Regions from separate parts of the Sus scrofa genome. Here region 2 is linked to region 1. Evidence: chromatin contacts called from public Hi-C data. All regions are on one chromosome and are shown on one strand. Each heading gives the region's core, a stretch centred on a gene start, on an enhancer-like site or on the middle of the called end of the contact. The rest is flanking DNA. Distances are from core to core; before and after follow the strand shown. Region 1 holds the start of ZMIZ1 (zinc finger MIZ domain-containing protein 1). Region 2 holds the start of PPIF (peptidyl-prolyl cis-trans isomerase F, mitochondrial).

What was found. A called contact is a pair of places that touch in the nucleus more often than the background predicts.
Region 2: a contact with region 1 is called in a Hi-C map of embryonic fibroblasts, with 2.5 times the contacts expected there. The contact joins the promoter of PPIF here to the promoter of ZMIZ1 in region 1. A contact is called at or near these places in 1 of 47 Hi-C or Micro-C datasets (embryonic fibroblasts) and 1 of 2 datasets of contacts at active chromatin or transcription factors (alveolar macrophages).

Annotation. Positions count from the first base shown.
Region 1 is chr14:81,405,610-81,411,020 of Sscrofa11.1, forward strand. ZMIZ1 (zinc finger MIZ domain-containing protein 1) reads left to right here and starts at 3,458. Exons shown (of 26, transcript XM_013983374.2): 1 at 3,458-5,411.
Region 2 is chr14:81,672,174-81,677,769 of Sscrofa11.1, forward strand. It overlaps PPIF (peptidyl-prolyl cis-trans isomerase F, mitochondrial), which reads left to right and starts at 2,498. Exons shown (of 6, transcript XM_021073635.1): 1 at 2,498-2,790; 2 at 4,051-4,081; 3 at 4,566-4,654. The coding sequence starts at 2,596.

The DNA.
Region 1 (5,411 bases), core at 2,208-4,707:
GCCGAGCAAGGCTCCCCCCACGGCCCGGCCGGGGCTGCGCCCCCTTGTGCTCTCCCCAACTTGCCTTTGTTATTCCAGCTCCCTTCCTCGCCTCGCCTCCAACACCGCGGCGGGCTGCAAAACGCGGAGCACGGAGCCGCCGCCACACCTGGAATCCGAAGCGGGCGCCCGGCCGAAGCCTCCCCCGCTCGTGCGGGGAGGAGGGGTAGTGCGTGCGTGCGCGCGCGTGTGTGTATCCAACCTGGGCTCTGCGGGCGCTGATTATGATTTGGGACTGAGGGTACCGCAAATCATGAGTACGGAGATTTGAGAAAGGAGTATGGAAGAGAGCATGGGGGGATGTGTTTGCATGTGTATGTGACCATTTGGTACACAGGGAGACGTTTTTTGAGTGTATGTGGGTTTGTACAGTGATGCGTGTGAGTGTGCTTGCCGTGTATACGGGCATATTTGTGAAGGAAAGTGTACGTGTGTGGGTGAGTGTGCGCGTGGAAGGGTGTTTGTAATACTGAGTGTGGGCGCGAATGTGTGTGCCGTTTGTGTAGGAGTTTCCGTGAGAGGGACAGCGGACGTCAGCCAAAGTGGGCGCGCACTTAGATGCTCTTGGGGGTGAGTCTGCCAGGGGAACCCCGCGAGCGGGCGCACCCAACTACGTCTCGTGAGTGCCATCGCTCTCTACCGGCCCTGGCCCAGTGCCCAGCCCTGGGGCAGGTTCCCGCCGCCCCCACCCCACCCACGAATACTGGGACCCGGACGCTCCCCGCCGGTTCTCGGGGAATCCAAGCGCTTTTGGACCGCGCAGGCTGCGGAGCACAGACAGCGCTCACGGCTTCTTCCCAGCGCTCCAGCCTCCGAAAGTTGCCCTTGGTGAGGGGGTGGTCCTCTGCTCGCCCCACCCGCCAGACCCCTGGCTTTAGGAGCAACCCCAAAGCCCCTGCCAGAGGAAGGCTTTGGCAATCTCGTTAGCAACTCGCTTAGCCCCAGTTCGGGTACCTGACAGTTTTCGAGGCCCCGAGCGCTCTCCAGTCTGGGGCGTGCGAGAAAAGGGGGGACATTCCGGTGAGACAGGTGATTTTAGCCCCCTCCTCAATCTGATCCCATCCTAGTTTCAGCATTTCTCTACTGCTCCAAACTTGCTGGAGCAGCTGGGGTGGGGTGGGGGGGGTGGCTGGGGAGTAGTGCAGGGACCGGAGGGGAGAGGAGATGAGTGGGAGTGTGGCAGTGGCAGTGGCGGGGCGGGAGGAGGGGGAGTGGGTGACGCGCGAAGCCCATCGGAGCCATACAGGGAAAAGCTTGGAAAGCTCCCAGACTGAGAAGCTGGGGAGAAAGGGAGCAAAAGAGAGAAAGGAAAGGCGAGAGAAAGAAAGAGAAGCGAAAAGGAAAGAGACAGAGGAAGCGGAGAGAGCGCTAGGCTAGCCGAGCTGAGCGCTGGCGGCGGCGGCAGCGACGGCGGTGGCGCGGCATCCCGTTCCGTCCGTAGTTCCGCACCGGCTTTTGTGGCCGGCCGGCGGCGCGGGGCCCTTTGGAAATAGAATAGCCAATGTAATCTGACACTTCAACTTGCTCGGCTCCGGGCGAGTTGATTCACTTACTCACCCCCTAACGCCGAGTTCCTTTTCACTGTCTGTGGACATTAAAAAAGCGAGCGGCGGCGGGCGCCCGGGAGAGCGAGCGGCCGGGCGGCGGGCAGGCGAGCAGCTACCGGGCAGCCGAGCGAGCAAGCAGCACCGGCGCAGCGCGGTGACCCCAGCCCCGGTGGGCGCGGAGCAGAAGCCGGCGCCGAGCCGATCTCAGCGCCCTCGCAGTTTCTCCCGGCCCGAGCCGGCCCTGCCCGGCAGCGGCGGCGGCGGCAGCGGCGGCAGCGGCGCGTCCTCCAGCGGCGGCAGCGGCGGTCGCAGCTCCCGGTAAGTTTGGGGCCAGACCCGGGCGCCCGCTGGTCCCAGGCCTTCCTCCCGCTCCCTGTGGACTCTCGGGGTGCGAGCGTGGGGCGCTGGGTGCTGGTGCTTTTCCCTTTAAGGGTCCCCCGGGACCTGGCGAGCGGGACGAGTGGCCGACGGCAGTGCTTCGCTGCGATCCCTTCGGCGGCCGGGGGCCAAGGCCCAGGCGCCCCGCTAGTGTCGGGCTGCGCGGAGCCGGCTTAGTCTGCGCATGGGGGCCGGGGCTCTTGGGGTGTACGGGGCGTGAGTGCAGTTGTGCGCGCGCGGACCTGGTGCCCGCCTCCTGCCGGCGCGCCTACAGCCGTGGTTCCGTACACCCGGGGGCCGGGCAGGACCGGGATTCGGGAAGGAAGGAAGGGAGGGAGGGAAGGACGGGAGTAGGATCACCTCGGTCTCCCTCGTCTCCTTTGGGAAGACGCGAAGTTGAATGCCTGTGTGTAGGAGAACCGCCAGGGAAGGCGCCGGATTTCAGGGCGGCAAGGGATGATGGTGTTAAGTTGTGCATCTGAATTTCTAGGGAAAACACACACTTTTGTAAATGGGAGTGGGGGCGCGGTTAAGTTGTTTGTGTGCGAATTGCCGGGCGAGACGCGGCGCTCCGTACTATAGGGGAACGCCAAGGGGTGTGTGTAGGGGCTTCATGTAGGTCTCAGAAGCCCAAGGGGCACCAAGGCCGAAGCCTGGCTGGGGCTGCCCCGGCCAGGAGGGGAGCCCAGGGAGAAGATGTGCGTGTGTGTGTGTGTGCGTGCGCGCGCGTTGCAAATACGAAAGTAATTTCCCCGTGTTCTTTCTTCCTCTCCGTCTCCGCCGGCGGCGGCCCCGGGGGAGTGGGAGGCCGGCCGGGGCGGAGGTTGGGGGGCCGTGCCGGGGCTGGAGCTGGGGTGGTGGGCGGGCTCTGGAAGCTTGTTTCGCATTCCTGTCGTCTGGGCTGGGGAGAAAACAGTGGGGAGCGTGGCCTCGGCGTCTGGGGTGCGGGCAGCGGGTGCGCGTCGCCCCCTCGCTAGGGACATCTGTCCAGGAAGCCAGCCGGGCGAGGAGAGGGCGCGGTGCGGAGGGCAGGCTCCCCGCCCCGGAGCAGCAGGGGCGCGGGCGAGGGGCGGCCGCCTTCCCGGCCATTGTGCGCCAGCAGATTTTCACGGGAGACTGCCTCGGAGCCGCCGGAGAAGGCTGGGAGCCGGCCTCAGCCCCGGGTTTAAAAGACACTCCAGGAATGTAAACAACCCGAGCGGGAGGGTGGCGGGCGGGTGCGCGCTTGGGCAGCCGGCCCGGGCCCCCCACCCCTCCCCGGGGGACAGCCCCGTGGCAGGGCCGCCCAGCCCTAGCCCTCTACCTGCCGCAAACTTTTTCCTCCCTTGCCTTCTCTTCCCACCTCGCTCCTCTAGTGGGGCACAGAGCGAGGGCCTCTCCCTGGGCGGGGGCCGAGGGCGCCTGGCAGCCGGCGCCTGAGCCTGGAGGCCTGGCGGTCCGGCCCCGGCTTGGTGTCCGGAGTCCCGACTGCGCCTGCCTGGGAGCCACAAGCTTCCTGGGCAGGCAGCGCCGGAGTACCTGGGTCTCCAAGAGGCTGCCCGCCTGCCTCCCTCCCGCCTCCCTCCCGCTGCTCCTTCCCCCCGCTCTTCCCCGTCTCCTCCCCCCTGACTGATTTTCCAATGCCCTGACATGAGGGAGGAAGATTTAACTTGGCAGCCCAAACAAATGTTCTCTCAGAGGTCCTCCAAGAAGCTGGCGGCTGGGCTGGCAGAGTGAGGGCACTGCTCGGCCAGCCTTTTCTTCCTCTCAGCTCTGCCATGGCCATTTGTGAGCCCCCTGGGTGGACAGCCCAGGGCATGGGAGAGCAGGGCCCAACCTCACAGATTTAAGAGGGCAGGGGGAAGCTGCCTCTGAAAGCCCCTGGCTTGGCGCTTGGCAGGAGCTGCCTGGAGCTGCTTCCTGGTGCCAAGGGTTTTCTGGAGGATTTTCTTGAGCAACAGTTTGTCTCCCTGGTGCAACTCGGGCAACAGAGCCTGGTAGACCAGAGGGATAACCGGTGCTGTCTCCTCCTCTCTTGTGGGTATGAGGACAGGCTGGTTACACAGGGCAGGGCAGGAGGCCAGAGGCTGTTCCCAGAGGTACCTGGGTTTGCTTATTATTGTTTCTTGAAGGTAGAGATAAAGAGGCAGGCACTGTAGCTGGAGAATGGGCAGCTTGGTGGGTGTTGGTGGGTGATGAATTCTGACTGGTCTTCGCTGGCATTTGTGTTATGGTCCTGGGAGTTTGAAAGTTGCTTTTAGGCTCTCCGGGAAGTTTAAAAGGGGAGCAAGCCCTTAATTTTCTCTCTCCTTGCTGCTTTTCGAGGGGATCCAGAGTAGGGGGGAATTCCTGGCTTCCCACTTGCCTGCTGCCTGGCCCTCGTGCTGCGGTTGGTGAATGCCCCAAGCCTTGTGCTGACCTCTGTCTTCAGGTTGAAGATGTTGAAGCACCAGCATCAAACAAAAGACACATTGAAAGCCGAATCTGCCACAGAGCACGTGTGACTTTGAGGCCAAGGGAATGCGTTTGGAGGGAGATGGTGTTTTCTTCTGAGTTTTATGTTTTCGGTTGGATTTTGTTTTTCCCAAAAGGCCAGAAGCATCTCCTTGTCCCAAGTCATGAGGTTATGCAATGCTGTTTTCACACATAAATCTCAAAACTTTAGACTTCTGAGTTGGTGGCAGTGACGGGGTGGGGGAAGGAGTGGTAGGGAGTTTTCAAGAGTTTTAAATGGTTTTTGGATTGGTGTTTTGAGGCATTCAGGGTATGGCTCACGAAGAAGAGTTGTGAATAAGAAATTGCTGCACTTATGGGGAAGCTTTGATAACTAGTCCTGTCTATGCAAAAAAGGATTGCTGGCTTCTTTAGGGGACAAAATGTCCTGTTTCCCTCCTAAGGAAGGAGAGAGGAGGAGCCTCATTCCTTTCTCAGCCAGGAGCAAAGAAAGGTCCAGAGACTGTGGGGTTTATCTCTCTCTCTCCCTCCCTTCCCCCCACTTCCCCTAACAACTGTAACACAACATTATCTCCATCCCTGGTCCCCAGGGATGTGCCCCAACCTAGGACAAGTGTCCACCATCAATGGAAAATTGCAGAGGGAAGGACCCAGCCAAGAGCTACAAACTTCACTTTTTTCCTGATTGACAGAGATGGGGTGGATAAGGCAGGAAGACTCTTGGAGGCTTGCTGTGTCCCAAGGGTTTTGTCACAAGAGTACCTTTGTGTGAAGCCATGGATACCGAGGTCTCTGGCCTTGGTCAGCATCCAGCAGACAGCCGTGACCCTAGTCTAATGGTGAGGTGTTGCTGTAAGAAGTTCAGGCACCAACAAAATAATTTCTGGAAGCTTCTCTGGGCATTCTATCATGGAACCAGGAAGCAGGGTCTGCCAGATCCCGACTGAGTCCCATACATTTCATTCATAACTTTGTTCCCGAGGGCCCTTGCCTAGCTCCTATCAACGCCTCATC
Region 2 (5,596 bases), core at 1,248-3,747, 270 kb after region 1:
AGGTGGAATTTTCTCTGGCTCAAGCAAGAGGTAGTGATGATGTTTGATATTCCAAAAAGGGTGGAAGGTATAACATGAGAGAAGGAAGCTGCTTCTCAGACCTGGGGATGGGCGACTGCACCACCAGTGGTTCCCCAGTGCTGCCCAACTTAGACCTCAGCCTGGCCTTTAGCACCTTCTGTGACTGCCATGCCCCTTCACCCCACCCCCACTGCCAGCCTATCAGCTCACGGTCAGTATCATAGCCTTTCCTTAAAGGTGCCCTGAACTCTTCTGGCTCTGGGTTAGCTTTGGCTCATTCCCCCACTGGAAACTCCTCTCCACATCTTTGTGTCTCTGCCTCTCAAATACAGTTGTCTCCAGGCTGATCCTCCAGGCAGAAACTCTCTCCCATATCCCCTGAGTTCCCAGACCCCCTGGCTAACTTCTCAGTTTCTATCTTGCTGTGTTTTCTGTCCAAGGCCTGTCTCTCTTGCCCTCCAGACCCTGTCCCAATTACCAGCTCCTTTTGATGATAGTGAGAAGGGTTTGACATATGCAAGCCCTGATCTTGGAGTCAGAGACTCCCCCCAGCTCCAACACTCTGTTCCTTGCATGCCTTACTCCCAGCTCTTGGGGCCTTGCTTCCCCAGCTATGCAAAGGAACTGCTTCTCAGAATGTGATGGAGAGGAGCCGAGCTAAGGGCTGGGGAAAGTCTTCGAGAACAAAAAAGATTAAGTGAATGAGGGCAGCTCTTCACTGGGGTAGGGCTGTTCATGCTCCATTGGGTAGGGAATAAACTCAGGGCTTCTGGGAGCCAGTGTGAGGAACAATAGGGGACCACTAATCCACTTGGCATGGCTAAGAGCTATGTGAGCCCAGGGCCTAGAACTGACATGGGGGGTAATTCCTCTCTTTCTCCCTCAAATCTGCAGTATGCACCAGTGCAGGGGAGGATCTGGGAGATGTGCTGAGGACCTAGATGGGGCAGGGAGCAAGCCAGCCTCCTACTCAGGCCTGTTCTACTTCAGGGAAGATCATGAAAAAAATGAGAAGCCATTTCCCAGGACAGGGTGAGATCCCATTCTGGGCTGGGACCTGGGAAGCATCTGGACTCCAGGGTACAGCTGGGACATCATGTTGCTTGGGTCAACATTTTGCTGCCAGACCCCATCCCAAGAACTGATTCAGGGTCTGGAGCAGGTCAGTCTAGAACTGGTCCCAGCTCAAGCCCACCTGACTCCAAGGCTCAGCCCCTACCCTCTTTTCTAGCTCTTCAAAACTCTGAGCCACTGCAGCTGTGGCCCACTGCTATCTGAGCCCCAAACCCTGGGCAAAGTATAGACTCTGACTATCACTGATGCTTACAGCACAGTACTTAGCAGTTGACCAAGTTCTCTCTGTCTTGTTCTTTTTATCCTTGGAACAGACCTGGAAAACAAGTGGGGTAGGAATTAACATCACACCTATTCTGCAGAGGAGAAACTGAGGCCCAGAGAGAGGAGTCTGGGAGGACCGGTACAGGCTGGCAGTGGGGACTTCATGGTTCCCCTACTTCTGGGCAGCACCTTCCTGTCTCTGGGCCTCAGTTGTTCATCTGGAAAGTGTAGGTGTTGGCTCAGATGCTCTCTCAGGACCCCTGCCTGTCACTCATTTCCTGTAGGCTTCCCATGCCCCCCAGGCTCCAGTGAAGCCCACCTCAGCTTGTGGGGTAAATCTGCACAGTGGTAGCTCACACCCAGTTCCCCTCCTCTTCCCGTCTTACCTTTCCTCTCTTCCTTGCACCTCTTATGGATTGGCCCCTGTGCTATGTTACCTGCAGGAGCAGTTTCTCAGTGAGTGGGGGTAGAAGGGGAACCCTGGTTGCTGGGAACTAGGGCTGTCAGTCTGTGGGGTTGGGGAGGGGGAGATTCAGACCCAGTCCTGGTGGAGGACTGGGGGCCTGGTGGGAGCATGACAGGCTCAGGCTGAGTCTAGAGGGGGGACTGGTTTCTAGAAGCATTTGGAGACAAGCCCGGGCTAGGACAGGAATGCCTGAGGTCACCATGGGAGGTGTCTTGATCTCCTCCTGCCACTTCTCACTCTAATCCCGCATCTCATCTCCAACTTTCTTTGATTGACACTCAGTGCCACCTTTTCTCTTGGTCTGTACCTGTTCGCGGGGCCTATGGCAGGAGGGGCTGCCTATACAAAAGGCTCAAATGTAGACTTTTGTTATATTCAAATGAAAACACAGTACTCGCATTTTGGAGTTAGCCACTTTTTAGGATCCCCCCCGCCCGCTTTTTTTTTTTTTTTTTCCTATCTATTGGGACCCTCACAAAATGTCACCGGCCTCCTTTTGCAAGGTCGTGTCTAACTCTCAGGTCTCTAGCCCTGGTGTGGGTGTATTTAAAGGATTTTAGGCTAGCCGCTGTGCTTCCCGCTGGGGCCGGCAGAGGACAAGAGCGGACAGGCTGAAGGGGGCGTGGCGGAGGCGGGGCCCAGAGGCCGCCTGAGCCAATAAAGGCGGCGGCGCGCGGTCCCAGCTGACTCGGCCGCTCTGGGCGTGCGTGGTTCTCTTTGCTGTAGTCTCCGCTTGTCCTGGAGCTCTTGCACTCCGACCCGCGCTCACCATGCTGGCGCTGCGCAGCAGTCCCCGCTTGCTCCGTCTGCTCTCCGGCCCGCGCTCCGCGCCGCTGCGCCTCTCCGCAACCCGCGCCTGCAGCAGCGGCGGCGACTCCGGTGACCCGTCCTCTTCCGCCAGGAACCCGCTTGTGTACCTGGACGTGGGCGCGGACGGGCAGCCGCTGGGCCGCGTGGTTCTGGAGGTGAGACCACTGGACAGGACCGCGCTGGACTGAGAGTGAGGGACGGTCCCGGAAGAGCCCTGGACTCCGGGCCGGCGCTGTGTCTGGCTCGCTGTGTGACCTTGCTTCCTGCTCTGGGCCTCAGTTTCCCCATCTCTAAGAAGAGGCATCAGATTGGTCTCTCCGGGCCTCCCCTCGGATCTTTAGACCAATGGAAGTGGGGCGGGGGGAAGGTGGGGGAGGGCGCCCGTGGAGGAGAAAGCTCAAGGTCAGAATGTAGGCAGGAGGGCCTGTCCCGGCAGGCCGGCTCCGAGTTTGGGGAAGGGCTCCGAGATCTCACGGGGTGGGAGCGCAGGCCCAGAGCTCTGAGGTGGGTGTCGGGGTGGAGGGGGCAGGCTCTCCAGGATCCAGGCGGCTGACCCGCTGTGCGCTCACGTGGCGGCCCTTGCATAAGATGGAGCGTCCCCGGCCCTGCTCCTGCCATGGGGCGCATGGTTGAGCAAAGGTGCTTTGGGGCCGCCTCCTCTCCTGGTGGGTGCTGGCTGGGCCGGCCGCGGCCCCAGGAGTCGGGACCCTGTGTTCAGAACTCTTTGCCCCAACGCCAACCTGTCACCTTCCCAGGGTAACGCTTAGTGCCTGCCCCTGACTCTTTGGGCCTTTTTTTTTTTTTTTTTTAAAGCAGGGAACAAATATGTAGTCTGGAAGGTAACAGAGGGAACGCTCCTGTGTAGTTCTTGAGCCTGGCCTGCTTTTGAACACAGGCGCCTCAAGCCTCTGTTTCTTCTTCCGGAAAATGGAAAGCACCCATTTATTTTAAAGGTTTGGCACCAGGGCAGCTCTTGAAGCTGGGAAGCAAGAGGCTGGCTTGAATGGGGCTCCGGCCTCCCCCCTTTCCACCAGCCTCCTGCCTCTCTCTGAGCCTCAGTTTCCCATCTGCCCATTGAGGAGCTTGGGGGGCCCTCTCTCCAGGCCCTGAGTCTCTGATGCTTTGGGCCCAGCTGAAGTAGCTCTGCTAGGTCTGCCTCTAGAAGCAGGCCAAGATGGTGTTGTCATCTCTTCTGACAGGTTAGGAAATCGAGGCTGCCTCCTGCCAGCCCTGGGTTGAGGAAGCAGCTGGCAGAAGTGATAGCCACAGTGGCTTCCCACGGAGGGCTGGGAGTGACAGAGGGCTGGGAGTGACAGGAATGGTGCTCTCTTTGTCTTTCCTGGGCCTCCGTGGGAGTTGGGTCCTTCCTTCACCTGCCTCTGGACTGATGTCCTGCCCTCTTTCTCTCCCCACAGCTGAAGGCAGATGTCGTCCCAAAGACAGCAGGTAAGGCAGGGCCTGGGCCCTTCTGAGTCTGGTCTGGATGCAAGAGAGGGTGGGATGGCTAGAGGAGTTGGGGCATGAGATCTGTGACCAGATGGGTACCCTGGGGTAGCCTTCTGGCCCTCTGAGCCTCAGAGTTGGCCTTGCCCACCTATCTGGTAGTAGCCTCAGAATCAGTAGAAGAAATATGTGCATTTCCTCTGGGACAACTTCCTCCAGTGGGTCAGTATGATGGCTTCATAGCCCTTGGGCTCCCTGCCCCGCTGACCTGGTGCTGGAACATCCAGGAGCCTTAGCTCTTGCCATGGTGCTCGGACATTGAGGTCAGGGTACAAGGTCACCCAGCTAGAGCAGACCCAGGTTGCAGGGCTTTCCATACCCTGCTTACCTCCTGGGGTGGGAGGGTAAAGAGTGCTCTGGCTGGAAGCATTGTAGCCCCTGGGTTAAGGCCTGGCGCTACTGATCTGCCTCTTTCTCCAACCCTCAGAGAACTTCAGAGCCCTGTGCACCGGGGAGAAGGGCTTCGGCTACAAAGGCTCCACGTTTCACAGAGTCATTCCATCCTTCATGTGCCAGGTATCTCAGATCTCTCCCTGCCTTCGGTTCCTCTTCTGTAAGTGGGGATAGAGATGGGGTCGCCTCGGAAGATTGTCATGGGGAGTAACCAGGGTGCACACACCTGGTGCCTGGAAAGTCTGAATGGAAGGCAACTGCCATCACTCTCTCAGCCTGGCCTCTCACTGGAGCTTGTCCTGGCTGATGTAGAAAACTTCCCTGCCCCAGGAGTTGAGCAACAGGGCAAGCGGCAGGACGGGGCAAACGGCAGGATGGCCCTACCTTACGCAGTCAGGAGAGTTGAGCAATGGAGGGAGAACCAGCATTGGGGTGTGGATGTGCTCAGGGGTAGATCTGAAGGCTTTGGCGGACTACTGAAGCAGTCTCTGCCCGTATCCCAACGAGCACTTGGCATAGGGGAAAAGGAGGAGGTGGAAGAGGGAGAAAGACCCAGCACAGACAAGAACACACAGGTCTGTACTTGAAGCCTCTTTTCAGATAAGGGCATCTGTCTCAGTTAAACGAGTATGTTTTTTCATCATGTGTTCTGCCTCTTTTCCAAAGCATTTTTAAAAAGCTGCTGTGTCAGAGGTTTTGAGGGTAGATGTCGACAGCAAGAACTTTCCCAAGGGCCAGGAGCCAAGCTATGCTGGGGGTTGTCCTGAGTTAGGTCAGGTCCAGCTAAGACAGGAGCTAGTGTCTGAAGTCAGCACACCCGGAGGCAGGGGCCTGGATGTCATGACTTCTTTGAAGTCCTTTCAGCCAGAAATTCTCCCCACCCATTCCCTCCACCCTGACCTGGTGGCTGTCATCACATCATGGTGAGTGGCAGTGGATTGGGGCCGGGCCTGCTGATGTGTTGAATATGAGGAGTGCAAGGGAGGGGCAGGGACAGGGGCTGTGGCTGTGGGATAGGCCTGGCCACAGCCCATGGCACTCTGCTGCAGAGGCTCCCAGTTTGCA